Linked DNA regions of Sus scrofa: region 2 is linked to region 1. A link is a contact called in public Hi-C data. All regions are on one chromosome and are shown on one strand. The core of a region is the stretch at or near the end of the contact, and the rest is flanking DNA. Distances in the headings are between cores, read along the strand shown. Region 1 holds the start of CDR2L (cerebellar degeneration-related protein 2-like). Region 2 holds the start of OTOP2 (otopetrin-2).

Evidence for each region. A called contact is a pair of places that touch in the nucleus more often than the background predicts.
Region 2: a contact with region 1 is called in a Hi-C map of heart right ventricle, with 8 times the contacts expected there. The contact joins the promoter of OTOP2 here to the promoter of CDR2L in region 1. A contact is called at or near these places in 3 of 47 Hi-C or Micro-C datasets (embryonic fibroblasts, heart right ventricle and skeletal muscle).

What each region holds. Positions count from the first base shown.
Region 1 is chr12:6,279,177-6,286,107 of Sscrofa11.1, forward strand. It overlaps CDR2L (cerebellar degeneration-related protein 2-like), which reads right to left and starts at 3,295. Exons shown (of 5, transcript XM_003482949.4): 1 at 2,784-3,295. The coding sequence starts at 2,862.
Region 2 is chr12:6,332,251-6,339,622 of Sscrofa11.1, forward strand. OTOP2 (otopetrin-2) reads right to left here and starts at 1,263. Exons shown (of 7, transcript XM_003131218.3): 1 at 1,032-1,263; 2 at 420-766. The coding sequence starts at 732. USH1G (Usher syndrome type-1G protein) reads left to right here and starts at 1,390. Exons shown (of 3, transcript XM_013980768.2): 1 at 1,390-2,422; 2 at 4,677-5,894; 3 at 7,107-7,372. The coding sequence starts at 2,259. The coding sequence ends at 7,110.

The DNA.
Region 1 (6,931 bases), core at 2,045-4,544:
CCTGAGGCTGAGACTCAAGGTCAGGAGCCTGGGACTTCAAATCTGTGACTCAGCAGCCACCTCTCAGCCCGGAGAGCGGTACCCATAGGGCCAGGCCACACCTGGGCCAAGGTGGGGGAGGGAGGCCGGCAGCGAGAGTGCCAGCGCTTAATAATTAATGGCTTTTTCTATTTTTGCAGGTGCTTGTGGCAGTGGCAGAGGGAACACAGAATGGAGGACCTCGTTTGTCCCAACTGCCTCCCTCCACTGGGACAGACAGCTTCAAAGTCAAACAGGAGGAGCTGGAGGGCCAAGCTCCTGAAAGCAACGTTGGGGATATGTCCTCAGGGGACATGGGGCTAGCTGAGAAGAAACACATCCTAGGACACTCAGAGGCATCTAGGGAGCAGCTGGGCAGGAGAGAATTTGGGGACTGGGTTCAGGGTCGGGGGAAGCCACAGGCACCTGATCCCCAGTGTGACTGTGGCCTTTGGACAGAGCTCCCCCAACCACCCAGCCCTCAGTGAGGGAGTCTGAGACGTCCTCCGCCCCCTGCCCCCTCCAGATCATTCCTGCTTTCCAGTCATGCGTGATCTTTTCACATGGCTCTGTGCCTTGGTATAAGCACCCCTCCACCTAGAGGGTCTGCCTCCCTCCTGCCTTCCTCCTGCCTGGGGGCCCCTAGTCACCCTCCAGCTCAGAAGGGACTGTAAGTGGTTTTTGGGTCTCACAGCAGGAGGCCTTCAGAATGTTCTCACTGTCCCCCCTGTTGCTCTGTCCCAGTGGCTGGTTTGATCCCATTTCTGCCTCCTCTGCTGGAATGTGGAGACTCCCAAGGGCAGAGATCATGTCCCCAGGCTCAGCACGACAAGCAGTTCATGGCAAGCAGACATTTGGGTTTGGGTCGAAAGCTCGTTTCTTTGGAGATTGCCTCATTTCTGGTTCCTGGGCTCTGGCCACTACTCAGGCTAGAGGCCAGGCCGACTGCTGCAGACGAGCGAAGCCAGAAAAGCAGGGGCCTGCGGGGCCTGTTCTCCACCTCTGGCCCCAGAGCACGGCCGCCCAGCCCAGCTGGAATCTTGCATCGCTCCCTCTCCGGATGCAGCACATCTCCACCCCTAGTCCCTAGCTCCTTCCTCCCACATCTGGGCTGGGCACGATGCCAAAGGCTTCTTAGGGGAGCAGGAATGAGACGAGACAGCAACAATATCAGCATCTGCCTCCCGGGAGGCCATCTTCCCAGGCACTCAGCTTCCAATCTTTCCTTCCAGGCCTGCCTCTTCCATGAAGTCCTCTCACTGCATCTTATCACCCGCATTCAGTTACAAGCCCAACTCCACCTGCCCAGGTGCACCTAGGAGGCCAGGGATGGGTCTATTCCCAACTCCCAGGATAGTGTCTGACACTTAAGTGGAGCCTGATAGGTGTTTACGCACCGTGAGGTTTTGGGGGCTGGTGCCCAGGATGGGGGAGGGGCTTCTTGCAGCCGTTATTGGGCATCTCACTCCAGGCAGGGAGGCTGAGGGTAGCCTCCAGGGCATAGAGTATGGTACCGTTCAGCCCAGCACCCCACATCCCACACTGGTCCCCCAGAGGCTCTGATTAACCCACAGTACTGAGGACAAGGACACAGGCTCATCTGCCAGCAAATCGGGCCACATGGGGATGTGGGTCAGGGCCAGAAAACAAAGGCTCCGGGATCTGGGTAGATGGTAGATGGCTCACATGAGGGTCAAGGCAGGCGTCTGGGCCCCATGGCTGGAGACGCAGAGCAGAGGGTGTTGGCACACGCTGAACCAGACTGTGTCCATACCCACCGGCTTGCTGAGTGACTGTGGTCACTCCTAGAACATGTTCCCAGCCCCTCCACCTCTGATCATCCAATATGAGGCGTTCTGGGGAGGAGAAGGTGGGTGCGGCAGTGCTCCAGCAGGCCTTGGCCCTGACCCTCTTAGGCCTCCTCCTCCTTCCTGTCCTGACAGCCCCGCCCCCTACTCAGAGTGATGTCACCTCGGCCACCTCATCACCAGCTTCTAACCCCCTTCCAGTCACCCTCTTTGCCCTCAGATGGGAAAGAAGGGAAGGTGGCTCCCTCTTTACTCAGGCTGTGATCTGGGGTATTGCTCAGAATTCCCAAACCTGCCCCCCCCCAAACCTTGCGCCATTTGGGAGAGGAAGGGCCGGGGGACTCCTCCCTTCCAAGGCAGATCGGACTCCTGACCGTCTCTGCTTCTCCACAGGCAAAGTACCGCACCCCCATTCTCTCTCTGGGTAGAGAGGAAGGGAGTTGGGGAAACTTTCTAGGAGTCTTAGAGCTCAGGAGTCCTGGGCAGGGAAGGGAGCCGCTGGATTTGGAATGGGATAACTTCCCCCCGCACACACACCCGCGCGCGCACCCACACACACCTCCCACACAAAACCCCTCTCCGCAAAATAGAACCAAGGAGCCACCTCCTGGCCTCCAAAGACTTCCAGCCAGGACTCTCAGGCCCTCCCCAATATGCCCGGGGCGCCTGGGCAGTTCTTGCCTCTAAGACAGAGGAGGCAATCTAGGTGAAATATGCCCCTGTTGTTCCGGGAAAGAGGAAGACCGCTCCCTCCACTTTTGCAGGTCTCCACCGGTCCGGTTCGAGTCCTCCCGGGCAGCGCTCCCTCTCTCCACGTTCGCATTCTCCAGACGCATCACCCCTCCGAGTCTGCCGCGCCGGGTGCAGATCAGCCCTCCCCGGGGTGTTACTTCCCAACAATGGAGAAGCGGACAGGGGTCGCGGGGCGCTCCCCGATTTGCCGCCCCCTGCGCTCACCCTGCTCCAGGTCCTGCTGGTCGTACCAGGGCTCCTCTTCCTCTGCAGTGAAGTCTTCCATCCTGGCAGCCCTCCGCATGGCCCCGCAGGCGGCAGGCGGGCGCTGCGGCGGTGCTACTCAGGGCCGGGGCGCAGGGCCCGGGACAATGCAGCGGAGGCGGGCCGAGCCTCCCGCGTCGCGAACTCGGGCTGCAGCGCCCCCGCCCGCGCCGCGCCCCCTCGCCATCGGCCGCAGACCGTTGGCGCGCCGCCGCGATCCGGCCCGGTCGGGGTCCTGCGGAGCTGGGGGCACCGGGCGGCGGCCGCACAAAGGGTGGAGGGGCGGGGACGGAGGGCGGGCGGCGGCAAGGAAGGCCCAGGCACGCCGACAGGTCTGGGGAGCTAGGATTTCGCGGGCGCCGAGGCGGGCGCCCCCTGCCCCGCTCCGGCCTGCGCTGCCCCGGGACCACCCGGCGACACCCAGAGCCTCCGCTGCATCTTGGCGGGGTTGGCCCCGCGCTTCCCAAGCACCCCGCTCCGCGGGGTGGAGCCAGCTGCCTCTGACCAATCAGGAGACATATGCAAAGCTAGAGGCGGGCCCGAGGGTGGGATCTCCCTGGCGTCCTGGTCTGGCGGTTGCTGAACCAACCCCACCTTCCCTTCAAGTCGGACTCCAGTTTACATCTCAATGTCTGAAATCTTTTTATTTTGTTTACCTATCGTCTCTCTCTCTTCGTCGATCTCCTGAAAGCGATGATCTTCTCTTTTGTTCACAACTGGCTCTTCAGCATCTATTTGTTACCTTCTATGGACACTTAGAATGAATGAAAATTAGTTTACAATTACCTTTAAGAAATTATGTTTGAATGTCTGCGGCCTGAAACATCAGGCCAGGAGTAGTGAACTTTGAGTGTAACCTGCATTCTGGGCCTTTCCCTTTAAGGTCCTGTTTCCCTCTCTTTGGAACCCATATCCTGAATCCAGTTACAGCCATTAAACCATATACAGTTTCACCTATCCGAGCATAGGAGTTTACAGGCTCAGGCATACATGTAACTCATTAGGACCCACCCTGTGCTGGCACTGTTGAAGCACCCTGAGTATAACTAAGTCTGAATATATGTGGCCAATACATCCGACAAAGGACTTGTATTCAGAATATACAAAGAACACTTGCAAATCCACAAGAAAAAGAAAGATAGCACAGTAGAAAAGTGGGTAAAAGACTTGACCAAGCACTTCTCCCATGGCCAGAATGATCCAATAAACATGTGACAGGGTGTTGAACTTATTCAGAAGGGTCAACACCTGTAGAGAAAGTGAGGAGGCAAGGTTGGCTGAGGGAGAGGTTGGGTTGGGATGTGGTCCAACCAGCATCCTCGAGACACTATGTTGGGTCCTCGACCTGTTAAGCCACAATGGGAACTCCAATATGTTATATTTTAATAAAATAGTTTACTTAAGAAGAAAAGGAAAACACCCCATAGCTGACATGCAGGCAGTTTCTGCCCTCATGTAGCTTTCTTTCTGATGGAGATAAATAAACAAACTATTACAACCTGCAACTTGTGCTATGAAGGAAATTAACAGGGTTCTGCAAGAAAGTTTGGGGGAAGGTTCAGGAAAGCCCTCCCTTGAGAGTGACAACTAAGCTGATACAAAAAGGTGCCAGTCCTGCCAAGCTCTGAGGGCAGAGTGTGTTCTAGGCATAGGTGACAGCAAGGTCAAAGGTTCTAAGACAGAAAGAGCTTAACACATATAAGGAACTGATGGAAGCCCAGTGGGGCTGGAGTGGAGTGAATAGAAGAGAGATGAATTGGAGTTAGGGCCATGGGAAGGGGATTTTTTTTTGGGGGGGTGTACCCAAATAGACAAAGAGAACCAATATTTCAGTTGTGAAATATCACTGGCAATTTTGGAGCACAGATTGGAGGGGAGCAAGAGTGGAAGCAAGAAGACCAGTTCAGAGGCTTTGCGGTCATCTACAAGAGAAGAAAAGTGGGATGGGCAAGGCTGGTGGCAGTGGAGGTGGAGCCAGATGAAGAGTGCTCAAGGTGTAAAACTGAGATGTGCAGATGAATTGACTGCAGAATCAGAGTGATGACTTGGACGTCTGGCTTCAGTCACTGGATGGTGGCGATGCCATTGAGATGGGGGCAAAACGAGTCTAAGGGACAAGCAGGTTGGGAGGCTGAGTTCCAGAGGGATCTGGTCGGCATTCCCAAACTGCCAACCTCCTCCCATGTGTTCATTTCTTCCTTCTGCAGCCCTGTGGAAATGGAGCCAGGGCTCCTCCCACCCAGGGAGTTTAGGGAGTCCCCAGAGAACAAGGGCAGAGGGTGTGGGGCTGGGCTTGAGCAGTGAGGATGCTAGCAATGAAAGGCAACCTCTCAACCTGAAAATTCACCTCCAACCCCTGCAGCTAAGGATGCTTTCAACAATGACTTAGATGACACCCATGTCTGAAAACATCCAGCTCCAAAGGCACCTCTCAGCTTTTGGCCTTTACCACACTGGCCACACCCTCCTCATGACCCAAATACCCTCCTTTCCTGGAGCCACCCTCTCCCTGCCCCAGCCACAGAAGCATCGCCTGGCGGGGAGAAGCAGGACACAAAGGCTGGATTCTTATTGCTGCCTGAGCCCTGGGCAGAGCGATACAGGCTGGATAAGCCCTCCCCCCACCCGCATCTCATGAGGCTGGTGGGGGTCAGCTGACGCTGGGCCACCAACTCTACTCAGTTGCAGGGGGCAGAGGGTAGAGGCTGGGGTGGCTTAGGGATGGGGTGCCTGTGGGGCCCTTTGCCTGAGTTGGCTCACAGGAACCCCAGGCTCCTTGTCCAATTTGATCACTCCCCATGCCTTGGGGGCAGACTTAGTATTTTCTAAACTATCCCACGAAGAGGAAAATCGGATCTGCCTTTGAAGAAGGAAATTCCTCAGCCTCCCTGAGCTACCGGCCCACAAGCTCTGGAATCAGGACTTTTCCTCTAAGCAGGGTAGAGAGCCAAGCTCAGGAATGGGCAGTATAACATAATGTTGGTACCCCCAGCACCTGGTACTTCATCTGTGCATCGGGCAAACCTATTTCGTGGTGTTTCTCGGCAGGGGCATCAAGACTTGGCGCCTATGGCCAGAGCCCGAGGTGGCCTCGATGTCCCCAAGCCTTGAGCATTATGAATTCCCCTGGGGTCACTTTGACACTCGGGCCACCTGGAGCGATTCTCGAGCTCCGACTCTCGATTCTCAAGCCGGGAGATGCAAGCCCAGATCCTGGATTTGGGACCAGAGCGCAGAAGCAGGATCCCGGAATCCCAGCGGGAGGGGGAAGAGCTCGGAGCGGGGACTTGACCAGGGAAGAACCTCCCCTCGAGGGCGAGCGCGGCCCCCTCCACTCCCAGCCCAGCCCAGCCCACCGGAAATGACGGTGCCCGCGCAGGCAGCGCTGACGTTGGAGGGTCTCGGCCTCCGCAGCCACTTGAGCCACCCTGGGGGAGGGGCAGGGTTCCCAGCCTGCGCCTCTGTATCCACCGATCCTACACGCTGCGCATCTCGGGTTGAGGAAAAGGGATCAGGCCACACCAGATCGCCTTCCTCGGTTGGATACGCCCACCTCCTGCAGACTGGGCTTCCCTCCCTGTCCCCAGCCCCGTCCTTGCAGCGCTGGGGGCTTCCATTGCACTGACGGTCTCGCCCCATCTGTCCCCTCCACCAGTCTGAGGTCAGCGCCTGGCGGGGTAAGGCACTCAGTGCATTTGAATGAGCGAGATCAGCTGGTGTCCATCCCCCACCCCGTCCCCCGGACACCATACAAATGCGTCCCAGACAACTGTCTGTTCTGAAAGAGAATTATTTTAGAGGTCACAAGTCCTTGTGGTCAGGAAGCGCTTCTGTGTGTCTGCCTCAAATCCTGTCGTTTAAACCCTCCGGGCCTGTCATCAGCAGAGTGACCTTGAGATGTTTGTGCCGCGTCCTCCTGCGGCCTCATCCTTACTCCTTTCATACCTCCCCGTCGGGGTGTTGGGAGAATTAACTCTTGGCCAAATGCGTAGAACCGTCTTCAATGTTTGCTCTTAGGATTATTATTATTATTATTATTTTGTGGCATATGGAAGCTCTGGGGCCAGGGATAGAATCGGAGCCTCAGCTGCAGTAACAACCGGATCCTT
Region 2 (7,372 bases), core at 13-2,512, 51 kb after region 1:
GCGGGATGCTGAATGGGGGAATGGAAGGATGAGCACATGACTGAGTGGGTGGATGGACGGATGTCCTTTTGAGCCCCTATCTCTTTAGGGCTGCATAGATAAGGGGAAGGGCCTTCCGTAGGCTCTTTCGATTGCAGCTAACATCTGTTTTCTGCTCTCCATCAAAGTCTCTCCATGACCACCTTCTTTCAATCTTTAGATGGGGCAGAGAAATTCCTCTCCATCCCTCAGCCCCCTTCCAGACTCTTTCCCTTTCTTTTCTCCTTCAGCACAGCCCACCTCATCCTCAGACACATCTGGTCCTCCCGGGAGGGCACTTCTCATCGGTCTACCTAGGGCACCCAGCAATTCCTCCGAGAGCCTCTGCCTCCAGCTCTGCGCCTGGCCCACCCCACTTCCATCTCCACCTCCCCAGGCACCTCGGAGCCAGATGGGACCTGCGTGTGAGTCCCGATAGGGGACAGAGTCAGGGCTGCGCACGGTGCGAAGGAGGTAGAAGAGGATCCAGAGCCCCGCCAGCAGCATCATGGCGGTGAGCAGCGCGAACACGTCGGTGTCATACACGGCCACCTTGTTGAAGGCGCCGCCGCTGATGAGCGTGCAGGCGAGAAGCAGCACGTTCACGGACAGCAGCACGGACAGCAAGCGGCCGCCCTTCTTCCACACCTCGCGGGGGCCTGCCCGCGGCGCCGGCGGGCTCTCCTTGGGGCCGGTGGGCAGCTCCTCGGACATGGCAAAAAGCGACTGGAGGAGTTTGCAGGGGTCACTGTGGGGGAGAATGGACAGGACCCCAGGTCAGCCCCGAGGGCTCTCCTTCCTCCATCTTATCCCTAGATTTGTGAACCGGGGAGCTTCCCTGGGAGGGTGGGGGCTGCGGGTGGAGGAGGAAGCGCTGGAGATGGGGAAGAGAAAAGCCAGTCGTGCAGTTCTCTTGATCGAGGGCAGAAAAGGAAACGGGGCTGCAGCCCCGTCGGACCCCATCCAATGGCCCATTCCCCAAATCCGTGGACCGTATAGCCCAGGACACCTACCTGACTGGGCCGAGAGCCCGCGCTGAGCTTGGGGTCAGGGGGCGGGGAGCTTGTCCTCTCTCTCACGCCGTGCTGGATGGACGCTTTATACAGGGGAGGGCAGGGTGATTTACAGCCGCGGGAGCTCAGCTCCATAAACCTCTCAGTCCCGCTCACATGATCCATCTTTTTTCCGAGCTGAATTTAGGGAAGAGAGCACGGGAGCCAGATAAGGTGAGATTTATATTTACCCATTAAGAGGCGCCCCCTCCCCCGCGGCCCTGTCACCTCGGCGCATCCAGGCTCGGGCGCGGCCCTGCACTGCGGCACCCAGAGGGCACCCCACCCCCCGCGCCCACCGCGCCCTGGCGCCCCGAGATCTCGACACCCAGAGTCCTGAGAGGTGATGCTCAAGAGACGCCCCAAGGGCCCGAAGGCAGCCAGACGCCCTCCCAGCCATGGTGGCCCTATACCTTTGTGGTCCTCCGTTGCTGCCCCAAGATCAAGACCCCGTGGTCCCTTTCCCCGACACCTTCGCGGTGGTCGAAGTTCTCTCTTCCTCTGTCCCTTCCCCCGTCCCAGTTCCGCTGGATGCTACGAAGTGGGACTTGGATTCGAAGTTCTCGCCCAGTCCTCTAGCGCCCCCTGCTGGAACGCGGCCGGCCCATCTCCCGCGAACGAGCCGACCGAATCCAGATCGCTGACCGTCTGGCGGTCGGTTCTCATAACCCTCTTAGGCCCACTGTCCTGGGGGTCAGGGCTGTCCTCAGACACCCCTCCCAGCCCTTGGCTCGTTCCCTTGACGGATGGAGACATTGGGGGCTGCAGCACGGGGACTAGTGAGGACAGCGTGGGGACTGTCCCCAGACCCGGCTTTACGTGGCGGGACGCTCGAGTGGGCACTTTTGGAGAGAGGCAGGGCCCTGTGCGCTTGGGAGCAGGTCACTGCGGCGCGCTCGGGAGCAGGGTGTTTAGGACCCAGGGGCGGTCCGGGGCGGCCCTCTGGGCAGCGGGAGATCCTCCCCCACCTTCCCTGCCGCCGGGTGAGCGGCTCAGATGTCCGAGTAGCAGTAGCGGCGGCTCTGGCGCTCCGCATTTCTGTCTGAGGAGGCGGGGGCTGGCGGCCCTGGCCCCTGCCCGGCCCCCTCCCCTAACCCCATGCCTCAGCTCTAACCCCACCGCCCTCCCCCGCGGGGGGCATTTCCCCGGTCCCCGGCGGTCCGTCCAGTCCCGTCCAAGTCAGGAGCCATGAATGACCAGTACCACCGGGCGGCTCGGGATGGCTACCTGGAACTCCTCAAGGAGGCCACCAGGAAGGAGCTGAACGCCCCCGACGAGGATGGCATGACCCCCACCCTCTGGGCTGCATACCACGGCAATCTGGAGTCCCTGCGGCTCATCGTGAGCCGAGGGTGAGTAGTCCTGCCCTCGCCCCAGCGCCGCGGGGGAGGGAGGGGGGAGGGCTAAGAGAGCCTCAAGGCTGCTCTGGGCCCCTGAGACCCCCACCCAAATCCAGGGCATCTTTCCTTCCTGCTCTGAGCCACCCTGTCCCTATGACAGACCCTAAGGCAGAGCCTTGGAGATGGCCAGTGTGTGAGGGGGAAACAGGCCGAGGCCTGTGGCATTTGTGACCTGGATGTAGGGCTAGGAGGAGAGGGGCTGGGACTTGGGGGTCCATGACTGTGGGAGGGGCTTCAGAGTGAGGGAAGATGGGAGGGATCTCCTGGGTGGGTAGCCAGCCCCTGGAAGCAGAGTGAGGGGCATCGTGGGAATGAGAGAGAAGAGGCAGAAGCCTCAAAGGGGCCCTGAAGTGGGGCTGGGGAAGGAGAAGCTCTTCACTGCCCACCCCCCAGCCTGGGGTCCAAGGGGCCCCCCCTGCCAGAGGCCCCCTTCCCCCCCACACACACTGGATTTCACACAGCTCCCTCCCTGCTCATTCCTGGGATTTATGGGCACTGTTCACAGTACAAAATGTCACTCAGTTCAGCCCCTGCATTAACTCCCTCTGTGCCCCTCCCCCACCACAGGCTTCCTCTCCCCTCCCCCCAGTTGTCCAGGGCGAGGAATGGGCATTGAATCCAGGGATCAGGGTTAGGGAAGGGGTTTGGAAGTTGAGGAAGACGGGGTCCAGGGCCACTGACCTGGGCTCCCTAGGGCTGAATGACACTGGGGACCACTCTGCCAGCCCCAGCAGTTTAATTATGAGAACTCAGGTTGACCTGGACACCAGGGTGGCCGGGACAGGGAAAAGGCGTGTAAGAGATGGCCCCAGGAGGGTTAACATGAACATCTCAGGCCCTGGGAAATCATGGTGGAGGGACAGGGGCCCAGCTGGCCCTGGTGCCAGGCCTGTGGCTTGAGCAGGTAGTGGGTGGGGACCCCCCTCTTATCCTCCCTCCGTGGCTGCTCCCCAGACCCAGCAGCGGGTGGGAGCAGCCCCTAAGACCAGGCAGCAGAGACACATTCCAAGAGGCCAAGACTGGCTCCCGTCCATGCCAAGAGGGCACACAGTGATCCTGCCATCCTGCTCCCCCCTCAGAGAGGTTTATAGAAGGAGGGAAAGAAGGAGCCCCTTGGTGCACCAAACCCCACAACTCCTGCACAGGGCAAGGGTTGGTGCTTGATGGGGAGTGGGCCAGATGCCCAGCAGCTCTGGTCCATGTGGTCCTGAAAGACATGAAAACCAGTAAGGGCAATGAGGAGGGGGATGCAGGGGGAGGTGCTTGAGACAAAGAAGTGATTCTTCCTCCAGCCCTTGCAGGGCGGCCTCCTCATTAGTGTGGGGCTGAGGGCCTGATCTAGGCCCCTGAGGGAGGGGTGAGTTGGAGGAGCCAGCGGGAGCATGTGCAAGGGGGGAGGGGCCAGTCTGGGGATGAGGGTGTTGGAGGGGGCTGTGTGGGTCCCCTGGACAGGTCCAAGCCTGTCTGCCTGGCAGAACTCCCAAAGATGGGCGCCCCCCAGACGGGAGGGCAGCTGGCAGCTGGGCCCAGGTTACAGCTGCCCTTCCCCTCTGCTCCAGTCCTGGCTGCCCCCACGCTCCCCTCCTGGCCCAGGCCAAGACCCAACACCTGCTCTCACACGCGGCCTTGCCAGGCCTGGCCCTGCTCCCTGCAGACGTGGCCGTGCCCGCCGACACGTGGGCGCACACCTTCACACGCACACCCTCACACTCAGCCAGGGCTCAGGCCCAACACACATTATGCTCTCATTCGCTTTTACTGTCACTGCTGCACTGACAGCCACACGCACCACCACGTCTAACTGGAGACCCGCACTCGGCCCTGGCCCGCCACCTCTCTGGGCCAGCTCCCCGCTGGGCCCCATGAATAATTCACTCCTTTCTCTCAGGGCATCAAATATTTATCCCCTGAGATTCCCAGCCCTCCGTTCTCTAGGGGAAGGCCCCGCCCTGGCCACGCCTTCTCTGTCGCCCCGCCCCCTGCGTGCCCGGGCAGTCTTTAACCCTGGGCCCACTGGAGGTGTGGCCGGTGGCTCAGGGCTGCGCGTCTCCTGGAGTCAGAGGACAGTGCCCAGCCCATCGAGTCCCCCTGGTGTGCCAGCGGGGAAGCTCGACCAGGCTGGGCGCTCCCCACACCTGCAGCCAGTGCCAACAGCCAGCCTGAGCTCATGATGGCTCATCACCCCTCTCTGCGTGTCCTCCTGCAGGGGTGACCCGGACAAGTGTGACATCTGGGGCAATACGCCCCTGCACCTGGCAGCCTCCAATGGCCACCTGCACTGCCTCTCCTTCCTGGTGTCCTTCGGGGCCAACATCTGGTGCCTGGACAACGACTACCACACGCCACTGGACATGGGCGCCATGAAGGGCCACATGGAGTGCGTGCGCTACCTGGACTCCATCGCCGCCAAGCAGAGCAGCCTCAACCCCAAGCTGGTGGGCAAGCTGAAGGACAAGGCCTTCCGCGAGGCGGAGCGGCGCATCCGCGAGTGCGCCAAGATGCAGCGCAAGCACCACGAGCGCATGGAGCGGCGCTACCGGCGCGAGCTGGCCGAGCGCTCGGACACGCTCAGCTTCTCCAGCCTCACGTCCAGCACCCTGAGCCGCCGGCTGCAGCACCTGGCGCTGGGCAGCCACGTGCCCTACTCGCAGGCCACGCTGCACGGCACCGCCAAGGGCAAGACCAAGATCCAGCGGAAGCTGGAGCGGCGCAAGCAGGGCGGCGAGGGCACCTTCAAGATCTCCGAGGACGGCCGCAAGAGCGTGCGCTCGCTCTCGGGCCTGCAGCTGGGCAGCGACGTGATGTTCGTGCGCCAGGGCACCTACGCCAACCCCAAGGAGTGGGGCCGCGCCCCGCTCCGGGACATGTTCCTCTCCGATGAGGACAGCGTCTCCCGTGCCACACTGGCGGCCGAGCCTGCGCACTCGGAGGTCAGCACCGACTCAGGCCACGACTCCCTGTTTACCCGCCCGGGCCTGGGCACCATGGTGTTCCGCAGGAACTACCTGAGCAGCGGGCTGCACGGGCTGGGCCGCGAGGACGCGGCGCTGGACGGCGGGGGCACGCCGCGGGCTCGGCTGCAGAGCTCCCCCAGCCTGGACGACGACAGCCTGGGCAGTGCCAACAGCCTGCAGGATCGCAGCTGTGGGGAGGAGCTGCCCTGGGACGAGCTGGACTTGGGCCTGGATGAGGACCTGGAGCCCGAGACGAGCCCGCTGGAGACCTTCCTGGCCTCCCTGCACATGGAGGACTTCACCCCCCTCCTGCGGCAGGAGAAGATCGACCTCGAGGCGCTCATGCTGTGCTCCGACCTCGACCTCCGCAGCATCAGCGTCCCCCTGGGGCCCCGCAAGAAGATCATGGGGGCCGTGCGGAGGCGGAGGCAGACGCTGGAGCGCCCGCCGGCCCTGGAGGACACGGAGTTGTGAGTGATGGGAAGATAGGGGCTGCAAGGCCCTGGGGTGGGGGGCATCTGCCTTTTGGGGAGTTGAGGGGGGGTAATATCTAGGTCGCCATCAGTAGCATTGCAAGAGTGCCTTTTTTTTTTTTTTTTTTTTTTTTTAACGCTGCCCCTGCGGCATATGGAAGTTCCCACGCTAGGGATCTAATGGGAGCTACAGCTGCCAGCCTGTGCCACAGCCCCTGCAACACTGGATCTGAGCTGCTACCACTGCAGCTCACGGCAACGCAGGAGCCTTAACCCACTGAGCAAGGCCAGGGATCGAACCTGGATCCTCATGGATACTAGTTGGGTTCGTTTACACTGAGCCACAACAGAAACTCTGGTCCACACTTATTTACCCCCAATTTTGGGGGAGGAGTGAAAGCCGCCATTTACATGGGTGACATAAAATGCACCTCGATTTTGGAGATGTCAAAATGCAGGAAACCGGTGTCTTGGAAGGGATGAGACCCAGCGGTTATAGTAATCACGGCGGGGAATGTTGAGACCTCTCCCGGGTCCTGGAGATGCCCTTGCACTTCATCCTCCCCAGCCCTCCGTCCAGGGCCTGTATCATCCCCATTTTACAGGTGAGCAGATGGAGGTTCAGAGGGTTAGAGCCGATCACTCAGAGTTGTGCTGCTGCTCAGTGGGGGGCCAGGCTTGATCCCCCGTCTGTGTGGCTTCAGAGCCTAGGGAAGAGGTGACTCCTCCAGGCTGGAGGGTGTGGCAGCTGGTCATCTCTCCAAATGCCCAAGCCCTCAAGGCAGGTACCTTACCTGCTGGTCCCTGAACCCTGTAACCAGGAACTCAACCGCATGCTCTCCACAGGCCCAACAGTGGCCTGGAGGGTAGAAGTGTCATGTTTGAAACGCCCGCATGTGGAGCTCAAGGCTGCTGTTGCGCAGGCAGTGCTGTGGGCCCATCCCTGCCCTGCCCCTGTGTGCTGGCATCCCACAAACCCAGCGAACCCCCTTTACCCCATGCCATCCCCTTTATGTCACACAGCTGGGCAGGGGTGGGTGGGGGAGGCAGTCTGTTTTCAAGTTTGGGCACGGGGAGGGCACCCCTAGGCCAGCGGCCCCATTCCGGACCAAGCGCCTGCCCAGAGGGGGTCAAAATAGTTGGTCCTGGCTTAAAATGATGTCTCCAGAGGCCCTTATCTGAGGTCTGTGTCTGTCTTTTTCTCCACAGATAATGGGGGGCTCCTCTCCCCAGATCAAAATGAGGTGCAAGTTGCCACAATCCACGGTGGGGCCACGAGGTCCTCGTACTTGCCAGCCCTGCGGCTCCCCGGCCCCTCCCCAGGAGCAAGGGTCGTGCGGGCCATTTCCCTTGAAAGTCTCTCCCTTCTCTGCCACAGAGGATGTGGCCTGGAGGCAGCTGGAAGGCCAAGAGAGTGATCCAGAACATCGATCCCGAGGGGTCCCGGGGCCCCCGAGCCACCCCTCCATGAGCGG